2 separate regions of the Mus musculus genome follow, and region 2 is linked to region 1. Evidence: chromatin contacts called from public Hi-C data. All regions are on one chromosome and are shown on one strand. The core of a region is the stretch at or near the end of the contact, and the rest is flanking DNA. Distances in the headings are between cores, read along the strand shown. Region 1 has its middle 39 kb from the start of Gm32968. Region 2 overlaps Gse1 (genetic suppressor element 1, coiled-coil protein).

Region 1 (4,701 bases), core at 1,463-3,962:
AACCAAAACAACAAACAAAAAACAAAAAACACAAATAAGCTCCCAACACTGACTGTTCCAGAACACTCTTTTCAAACTCTAAAACTAACATAGAAACTACCTGCCTTGCATCGCTGACTTCCCCCTGTCCTGCCCACACCAGACCAAAGACCTACATGCCCAAGAGCGGAGCCAGCTAGTAGTACGCCCGTTAACAGCAGACTGTTCTAGATCAGCACTATCCAAGGCAGCAGCCGTTGCCACCACCACTGCCAGCCACCCGTGGATAAAGGGGCACTTGAAACTCAGCGGTACAACTCAGAGCTGAGGTTTGCCATCGCGTGTCATTTAAGCAGAGCGATGCTTGCCTAGCACAGCGGGCGACACCTTGGCTTCTGCTCCTAGCACTGCAAATACTCCTAAAGATTTTAAATAAACCCTCACGGCCACACAGTGGCTGGAGGCCTCTGCTGACCGGAATCTCTTGAAAAGAAAACCTTTATCGACTGGTGTGAGCCTGCCCTGAGGCCAGAGGAGGGTGAGTGGTGGACAGAGGCCGGGGCTGAGCACACAGGTGAGCACACAGAGGTGCGGTTGGGCTGGCGAGCTCCTCCAGGTGCACAGCATCCCTGCAGGTTCCAGGCTGCTTGTAGGCACTATGGAAGATGCAGAGCCTTAGGCTATGCAGAGGTGGAACCAGCTGTGGGCTGTTTCTCTCCTTGAAGCCAGTTGTTCTAGTCCCCTAGAGGTGACAGATCTCCCTTCCAGGAGGAGCCTACATCATTTTTTACCTGTGACACCCTCTACCTTTGAGAGCTTTCACCAGGATAAGCCCCTGCAGTCCCAGAGTGTTTGCAAGGAGGGTGGTGGTGCCTTTTTTTTTTTCTTTCTAACTTTTGGGTGGGGGGAGGGGAACAGATAAGCTCAGAGACTAGCCTGAGGTCACACAAGATGGAAAAGCAATGTTGGTATCATGCCAGCCCCAGAGGAGACCAAGGCTAGGAGGATTGTCCTCGGGTCAGTGGGGCTCCGCCCACCAGTGTACACTGTGCTAGACCTTCAGGCCTTTGGCTCTCAGGTCTCTGGAAGGGCTGAGAGGCCCTTGGGAGGTGCTGACAGGAGCCTGGGCTTCTGCCACTCCCTCCATCCCGGCTGGCTTCTCACTCCCGCTGCGCTGGGAGCTGGCAGCCACCAACTGTTGCAGCCTCTCCCGCTCTCCCTGCCCATCTGCTCGGTGTTGGATCTAAGGCAGCGGGGCCCTGGAGAGCTGCTGCAGGGGCTGCTGCTCCTACCCTCCCTTCACTCAGCCTGGGGTTAACAGGGGACACGGGACTCAGCTCATGGCAAACAGTCTGATGAGCAGAGCAAGCCAGATGCCCCGCTACCTCCAGCTGTGACTGGATGGTCCCTTCCCTTGGTCTTGGCAGCCATTATGTGTGACAAGGTCACAGTGTGTGCCCTGAATGTAACTGGCTCTAGGGCCAGGCCCAGGGCCCAGCCAGGCTCATCTCCCACCCCCTCCAGGCCAGTTCCCCCGTTCAGCCTGTCCCACCACCAGAACCACCCATCAGGCCGTCCCCCTGGCTAGACCAATGGTCCCCAACCAGGCTCTCACCCCCAGATTCTCTGACCACACAGCATCTGACCCACCCACCTGCCCTGCTGCCTGAGTAGCAATTTCTCCTGTCATCTGTTCTATGGCTGACTTAGAACCAGAACAAACAGGCTGGGGATGATGCAAGAACGAGGTGATCTCAAGGCACGGCTTCCCTGGCTGGTGACAATTCAGAACTGTGACCTTGAAACACACGATTCACAACTCCAACTCTGAGGGCCTGGGTTCTCGTTTCCTACGTGGCCGCCATTCTGAGGACACAGAATACACTAAGGACCCACTATGTATGTGAAGGGCCAAGCCTGAGCAGCTAAAAGAGCCACATCTTCAGGGATCCCGGCCTACAGTGGTGTTGGGGCAGGCAGCCCAGACAAACTTCCGAGAAGAGAAAGGTGAGTCCTCAGAGGTAGGAGGGGAGAGCCTCAATGGGCACCCATCTTGCTCCCTGCGACCCAAGCCAATTAACATGACTTCTTGAACCCCATGGAAGATGTAGCCTGTAGCGGGGTGGTTAGCGGGTGAGCTAAGGCCTGGCTTGTTGTAGGTAGTGTAAGGGTGATGGTACAGAAGCACCCACAAGCCACCTCCGTCTCCTCATCCTCCATGCCCCACCCACCATGGAAAACTGGCCCGTGCTTACCCTGGATCTAGCCTTCACTGCAACCTTATCCTGCACTCTGGCTGCCTACATCCTCCTTGATTGACAGAGCCGGGGCCAGCTGGCCTCCGCTCACTTTAGGCCTGTGCTCAGCAGAGCCTTCAGCAAGGAGCACCCTCCCTGCCTGCTCCTTCCCCCTCAGGGCTCTGGAGCTCTGTTATCAGCAGGAACCCTTGCAGGGTTCTCACAGCCTGGACGCCCTCTGGTGGCAAATGCACACCAGGCCATTCTTGACTTAAGCTCCCAGCCTCTGTTGTCCCCACTGCATGAAATGAAGCACACAGTAGGTACTGCAGACAGCAGAGGCGGCGGCAGCCCTGACCCCCGACCCCCAAGACTCCATCCCAAGTCCCAGAATCCACTGAGTGCTGAAATTCTGCCAGGCCCCCAGGGGACAGAGCCATCTAGTGGGCAGCTGGGCATATCCTGTCACCCTGAGGCCCCAGTAGTTCCCAAATGGGGATAGAGTGACTCTAGGAAGAACAGAGGAGCATACAGATCAGGCAGGCTCCACGGGCCCGCTCCGCTCTATGGTGGGCGGGCGTGTGCCTCCGCGGGCAGCATGTTCCTGAAGCATATGCTCACCATACGCTCGACCGCCACGGCATCCCCGGTGCTTAGTACAGCCTGCTGGCGGAAGCAGGCCTCTGCCTGGAGCCTCCTCACCTTAGCAAGGAGCATCTGGGGACCGAGGCTGGGGTGTCACCTATCCCTACTCTGTGCAGCATCTGCTCTACCAAGGCCCTGCAAAGGAAGTGGCCTGGGAGCCCACGTCATAGTCATAGGCGACATCGACTGAGGCTCAGAGAGGCTCAGCACAGAGTTAGAGGTGCACAGCGTGCAGGGACTCTGGGCCTCATGGCTTCCACTGCTCCTGTTATGTCTGTCACTTGGGAAGAGGAGGGCTGTGGCTGGGACACAGCTCTGCAGAATGACCCCCATGGCCACAGAGCTTCACGAGCCCCTCCTATCCCACACTCATCAAAACCGTCAGGTCATGTGGGGACCCTTGGCCTATCACTGACAATCTTCCCAAACTGGGTTCTGCAGAGCCCTGGAATCCACAGGCAGGCTTGGGATTTGCCCAAGGGGTAAGGGGGAAATGGAACAGAGGCTGGACTCATAAACCAGAGCGAGCCTGCCCAAGACAAGTCTCTAAGTGGCAGAGAAGAGAACATTCCAGAGCAGAATTCTAGCCTTCCTAATGCTGCAACCCTTTCTAGACACTTCTCCATGTGATGAAGACACCCCCCGCCCCAACCATAAAATTCATTCATTGTTCCTTGATGACTGTAATTGTGCTACTGGTATGAGTCATAAGTTGGGTGTTGGTGCTGCACACGCCTTTAACCCCAGCACTCAGGAGGCAGAGGCAGGTGGATCTCTCAGAGTTCAAAGTCAGTTTGGTCTACAGAGAGTTCCAGGGCAGCTAAGGCTACACAGAGAAACCCTGTCTCAAAACAAAAACGATCAATACATAATGTAGATATTGGATATGCGGTATGATCTCGGGCCACCAGTGAAAGGAGTTGGGACCCACAGGTTGAGAACCTCTGTCTACAACTTCACACCTTGAAGGAGGAATATTAACAATGCCCCGGGATGGGGATATGGCTCAGCAGGCACAGTGGCTGTCCAGCACACACAACCAGGTGTGGTCATGCACATCTGAAATCTCCACACTCGGGAGGTGGAGGCAAGAGGTTCAAGAATTCAAGGTCATCCTTAGCTACATGGTGCGTTTGAGGTCGGTCTAGTTATAGAAGACCCTGTTTCTGTTTGGGTTTTTCTTTTAAAGAAAAGAAAAGGTCTGAATCCGAGTTCAGTCATTCAGTGCATGTGGCTCAGACGATTGAGGAGAGAGAGAGAGAGAGAGAGAGAGAGAGAGAGAGAGAGAGAGAGAGAAAGAGTGAGAGAGAGAGACACCCATCCCTCTAGGCCTCAGCGTCCTCACTTTTAAAACGGAGTCAACGGCAGTCCCAACCTATGTCTCATGACCTGGTGCCTTTGAGTCCAGAGGACAGGGTAGGGGTCCTACAGAAGCCACAGGGGTGAGAACACCTCCCAGGAGGATGGAGGCAGGGAGGAGATGAGACAATGTCTATGCCAGCCAGCCCACTAGGCAACCACTGTGTCTTAGGTACAGGTCTGCAGACCTCCCAGAAGACAAGACCAACCAGGCCCAGGCCCTCTCAGGGTTCTCCTCCTCTGGCCCATCAGTGTTTGGAGAGGCAGACCAGTGCTGAAGGGCCTGTCTCCTGCCTCTGGCTGGGCAACTTTAGGCCTTGGCATCTGCCCAGCCCAATGGCACAGAACAGAAATATCTGCCTCCTGCTGGCCCAGGTGACAGGTGCCACGACCAGCAGAAGCCGACCTTGCTGTGTAGGGGGTCGTGAGGCTGACCACAGGCTGGGCCACTCACCCCGTATCTCCTGAGTACCCATTCCGT
Region 2 (5,197 bases), core at 906-3,405, 270 kb before region 1:
CACCAGCGAGAGCCCTGGGATCAATACCTCACAAGGCGCTGCCAATTAGCGAGGCTGGCGCCTGGCTCCCAGCCCTGTGCTCTCTCTTTCTCTCTAGCTGTGCTGCCGGAGCAGGCAGGTCCGCCATCGCTGTAATTAACTGAAGCTATTCAGCCAGAGTGGTGGGAATGGGTCAGAGAGCCAGGGCCGGGCTGCAGATGAAGAGGCAGAGGGGTGCCTGCATCACCTTTGCTGACTGACCCCACAGATGAGGCCAAGGCCCTGTGGGGCAGTCCGTGTTATTAAGAGCCAAGACCCCCAAAGGCAAGAGCTTGGGCAGCCTTAGCCAGCTGGTGCAGATATGAACTGCTGAACAACACCTGCAATGGCCCCTTTCCCTGAATATGTCAGTTGAATATGTGCATGTCAGTTCGAGCACGCAAGATGATTTCAGGTGCTTTCCTTAACGGCTCTCCCTGTATTTACTGACTCTCTCACTGAACCCGGAGCTTGACTGGTGTGACCAGCTTAGCAAGGGGGGGGGGGGTGGTCCTTCCACCTCTGCCTCCCCCACACAGGTTCTAGAGATCTGAACTCAGGTCTGGATCTCTGCACAGCAGGTACTCTTATCTGACATCCCTGCTGGGAGAAGTGGTCCCACATCTCAGGGCTGTCCCTCTTGTCCCTGCAGACTCAAGCGACTCCCACCAGTTAGTTGTGGGGGTGGGTGTTAAGAAACAAGAAATAAACCCAACCAACACTACATCCCAACCACTGCCCGGGCACCATGAGGAACTGGCAGCGAAGGGGACCTAGGACCAAGGGCACAGTGACAAACACCAGGCAGGGAAGTGCTCTGGAGCCCCCAGAGTGTAGCACAAATAGCCAGGCGTGCAGCAGGAAGTTCCAGCAGAGGTATCCGCCATGATATGCAGCTTTGAGGAGACAGTGAAACTGAACCACGGGGTGGCCATATGCTGCCGGACAGGACTCTTCTCCTGCTCTGCCAGTGTGTCTTCACGCATGTCACAGGTCTGGAGGCTGGGTGGCCTCAGTGTCCATCCGCGAGGGAACGGGGCTGGTGGCGGTGCCGTTAAACCCCAGTCAGCAGTCAGGAAGGGGCTGTGACTTGAGAGAAACTAACTTTCCAGTAACACCTGTTGGGCAAAGAACGTGCCGTGACCAACCACAGCACCAGTCCTGAGAACTGAGGCTGGCAGGAGCCAGTGAGGATCCCTTGGAGCTGAGCTCTGTCCCACTGCCACTGCCGTGTTAGGACACTATGAAGATTGTGTGGGGGTGGGCGTGGGATGGGGGATAGAAAGAGGAAGGAAGGAGAGGTGGTAAGAGGGGTGGAGAAGGAAGGACCATCATCCTGATGTCCATACACCCTGCTCACCTCCTGTCACCTCAGGGCCAGCTGTGGCTCTGGACTCTGGGTGGTTCTCCCTCCCCATCCTGGTCTCTCTCCTCCACAATAGCTAGCCCCGCTGCTCACACCTGAGACACAGGCAGATGGGGCTCCAGACACCCCGCGAAGATGCCTCCACCTTGCCAGCTGTAGACTGACAGGCAGGCAGGCAGGCAGGCAGGCAGGCCATTTGTTTGGTTGTTTTCTTTGAAAGAGGCAGATTTCCAAGGAGATGAACCCAGGGTGTGTTTCAGCCTGCACCCAGCCCACCCTGTAGCAGACATGCAGGCGGGGGGGGGGGGGGGGCTGCTTGGACTCAAACCCAGAGGGATGGTCCCCAGCCTCTGCCTCTCAGGGGCTGGGTGGGTTTCATCCACCACCCATGGTAACTTGACGCCCCTTGGTTACAGGGCCGGCAGGTGGCAAAGATTTCCGGAAAGTTCAGAGCACTAGGGATGTCTAATCAGAAGCTTAAAAGCTCTAAGCTACCCTTGTCCCCACAGGTGACAAAGTGGCGAATAGCCAGGTATAAGGCGGCTCTTCCCCCATGTGCTTCCTGGGAAACAGGGGGCCCAAGGCCCCGGGTGTACTGGAACTGAGGGTACACACAGCTCTGGTGCTGTGTGGGTCTTCTACCGATCAGCCAGGGACATGTGGGCTACCGTCGCACCCCCACCCCCCTCGGCAGACGGCACCAGGGCCCCGTGGGAGATGAGCAGATTGCCACACAGCTTGGGCCCTGCCTGGCAGCAGCACCCAGCTTCATCTCGCACAGGTGGGGGCTGTGGCGGGGACTCTTACAGCTTGCTCTCACAGAGGCCAAAGAGCCTCTCTGCTCTGAGAACCTCAGATGGGGCCAGGCTGGTGGTGGCTTGAGACGTGGCTCTGGGTGTAAGATCCCAGAAGCTCCCAGTACCCCTTTACTCAAAGTAACTTAACTAAGCCCACTGAGCAATCTGGGGGACCCTTGCCTTCAAGGCAGCTGGGCTAATGTCACAGAAAGACAGAAACACCCCCGTCCCCCCCACCCCCCACCAGGGCAGCATGATAGACAGGGCTGGTAGGAGTGCTCAACACCCGCCAAGCTGGGCTCCCAGCACAGGGAAAGATGGAATCTTAAAGAGGCTTAAGGGCCTCTGGGGGGAGGGGCAGCGCTACTTGGAGGAAAGACTGGATCCTAGCCTCTACAAAGACTGGAGCTACAATGTTGCCAGCCACACGTGGATGGAGGCAGCTTCAGGACAGCTGAGCACCCTGGGGACATTATTCAGAGTCCACAGTAATAGTAGTAACTTAAGAAGCCAGGGCAGGACAGACCCAGGGGTCCAGCCTGGGGGCTGGGCTGGATCCACAGCCCAATGCTCCTTCCAGAAACCAGGGTAGAAGTCAGGGTGCTCCCCCCCGCCCTCCATCCTCCTTGGAAGCCCACCCACTGCACCACTGGCAGGCCACAGTGGGCCAAGCAGCTACCTAGGCTTGGCCAGGCTGGGACCACAGCAGTGGGGACCCACAATGGCTGACCCTGGGTGTTGCCAAGTTTAGGGAGTTGGGGTGGGGTGGGGCATAAACAGGGACAACAGGATTAGAAAATGGCGGTGGGGACAATTGGGGAAGCCCCAGCGACAGCACTTGGGAAGGCAGTTATGGGGGCCGCACTTAATTACGTGATCTGTGTTCCGTTCTGTATGCTATCACTAGATCAACAGACTGCCAGTGGTGGCCTGCTGGCCCTGGGCAAAAGCTGAGGCTCAGACTGTTAAGCCAACACACCAGGGCACAGCAAGTGATTAAAAGTGCCAGGATGTGTACTGGGCCTGGCCCGGTGAATCCCAGCGTCTTCTGGCAAAACCTTGGCCTTGCCTTAACTACGACTACCACATGGGATGGGGCCCACAGCCTGGGATATCCCCTGTGGGGCCCACAGAGGTCTTGGGAGGGGCTAGCTTCTCTTCCCTCCCCCTCTGCCTTTCTCTGGCGGGGAGGGGGCAGAGCAAATGAGGCGGCATGCTGATTGCGTTGTCTGGATTGAATTTTTCAACTGCACCCCTGAGACACCATGAAGAGAGACGTCGGCAGCAGAAGCCTAGGCGAGCCCAGTCAGATAGCTAAAAATACAACTGTTTCCAGGAAGGGTGGGCACGGGGCAGAGCCTCAGGGACGGAGGGGACACAGAGCGAGGCCCCTGCGGGGTGACAGCAGCAGTTCTGGAGGACACCCCACCTTCACTCCAGAGCCTTCTTACCTGCTGGGGTGGGCTGAGAGCCACCACGGGCTCTCAGGCGCGGCAGCTCAGATGCCTGTCCTGTGGGGGCCTAAGAACATGAGCCTGGAATTGCCTGGGACACAGACAGACTGGAGAGTCAGGGAATGAAGAGCCACAGCTAGATACCAGGTAGGTGCTGGGCCCAGAGAGGGTGCCTGTCCCACCTGCCTCCCCATGTGACTAGCATGGCTTGCACAGTGGGGTCAAAGGATGGAGCAACAAGACAGGGAATCATGGGGGGGGGGGGGGAGGCCAGAAAAGGGTAACCCTGCGGGGGATACAAAACATGTTCTGGATTGCTAGAGAGGATGTGTGCTAAAAGCTGCATGTGTAATCAAAGCTGAGTGGGAATGGCTTATCCGGCTCAGGGGTGGCACTTGCATGCACGCGCAAGGCCCTGGGTTTGCTCCCCGGCACTCTGTGAGTTGGGTACGTCCATCACCCAGTAACCAGAAATTGAAGGTCACCCTCAGCTACACACAGTCCCAGGCTAACCTGGGCTGCAAGACACCTGATCTCAAGAAAATATTGAACCCGGGTGGTAGTGGCACACGCCTTTAATCCCGGGACTGAGGGGGGGGACGGGGGATGGGGGAGCAAGAGGCAGGCAGATCTCTGATGGTGAGGCCAGCCTGGTCTACGAAGTGAAATCCAGGACAGCCAGGGCTACACAGAGAAACCCTCTCAGAAAAAAAACAAAAAAACAAAAACAAATAAACAGCCCTCCCCCTCCCCCCAACTTAAGATATGGCTTGTGGAATGAAGTATTCTGGAACTGGCAACCCACAGCCGGGGAGGCCAATCCAGCTCTCCACAGCTCTCCACAGCCAAGCCCCTGCACCACACTGGTGCTCGCTGAACAAGAAAGCAGCTCCCTCCTTCCGGGGCCACGTGCTTGAAATTCCTAGTTCCAACTGTCCAAGTCCTCTCAGGGGACAGGAGGATGCGCTCCCGGGACCCTGGTCTCACAACACGACCCCTCCGCGCAGTAGCTTTAGTATCCGTACAACATGTCACCTCAGCAACACCAGGTCCAAACCGAGGTGACAGAGAATCACTACCAGTCCTGGCGACACAGACGAGAACCTGAAGACTAGCGGGGTGGGCCTTAACTTCGCTGCGCTGCCAAGACACCCAGTTTCCAGTAAGGTAGCAGACGAGGGCCCAGGCCCAGCTGGACACCAGTGTCAGGATGTCCCAGGGTCCCCAAGCTACCCTGTATCCACAGACACTAAGCATCGCAAGCCCCAAGTCCCCATCTGCACATGGGGAAGACTCAGGAGACAGGCTGGCGGAGAGAAGCCTCGGCCAGCGGCACGGCCAGCCCCATCTCCTTGTCCCGGTGTGGCACAAAGTTCCTGGGCATCAGATGCCCAGGTCACAGCCAAGAAGCGACAGGCGCGGTGGATAATGCACCTGTTGTTCAGAATCGACCGTGTTTCCATTCACCGCAGCCTCTGGTACTCGGCCCGACCAGTTGGCCCCAGGATTTTGCAGGACAATGGGAGAGCCCAGGATGGCATAGGTGGGCAGACTAACTTCTT

What was found. Hi-C and Micro-C count contacts between places; a contact is called where the count stands out from the background.
Region 2: a Hi-C map of cerebral cortex shows a contact between it and region 1, with 3 times the contacts expected there. The contact joins two enhancer-like sites. A contact is called at or near these places in 2 of 15 datasets of contacts at CTCF or cohesin (the NIH/3T3 cell line and stem cell-derived epiblast-like cells), 4 of 484 Hi-C or Micro-C datasets (the MC3T3-E1 cell line, cerebral cortex, stem cell-derived motor neurons and 1 more), 16 of 115 datasets of contacts at active chromatin or transcription factors (VIP interneurons, cardiomyocytes, craniofacial prominence and 13 more) and 3 of 9 other capture datasets (embryonic stem cells, embryonic trunk and liver).

The regions. Positions count from the first base shown.
Region 1 is chr8:120,286,407-120,291,107 of GRCm38.p6, reverse strand. It overlaps a transcript of Gse1 not described here. Among named protein-coding and RNA genes, the nearest start is that of Gm32968, 39 kb to the left of the region's middle. Within about 2 kb of position 2,712, at least 75 of the 459 cell types and tissues checked have an H3K27ac peak or open chromatin away from gene starts, as enhancers often do. A contact at or near this core is called in cerebral cortex and forebrain, where this site is marked.
Region 2 is chr8:120,554,684-120,559,880 of GRCm38.p6, reverse strand. The region is part of intron 2 of Gse1 (genetic suppressor element 1, coiled-coil protein); the gene reads right to left. Among named protein-coding and RNA genes, the nearest start is that of Mir7687, 19 kb to the right of the region's middle. Within about 2 kb of position 2,155, at least 47 of the 459 cell types and tissues checked have an H3K27ac peak or open chromatin away from gene starts, as enhancers often do. A contact at or near this core is called in cerebral cortex and forebrain, where this site is marked.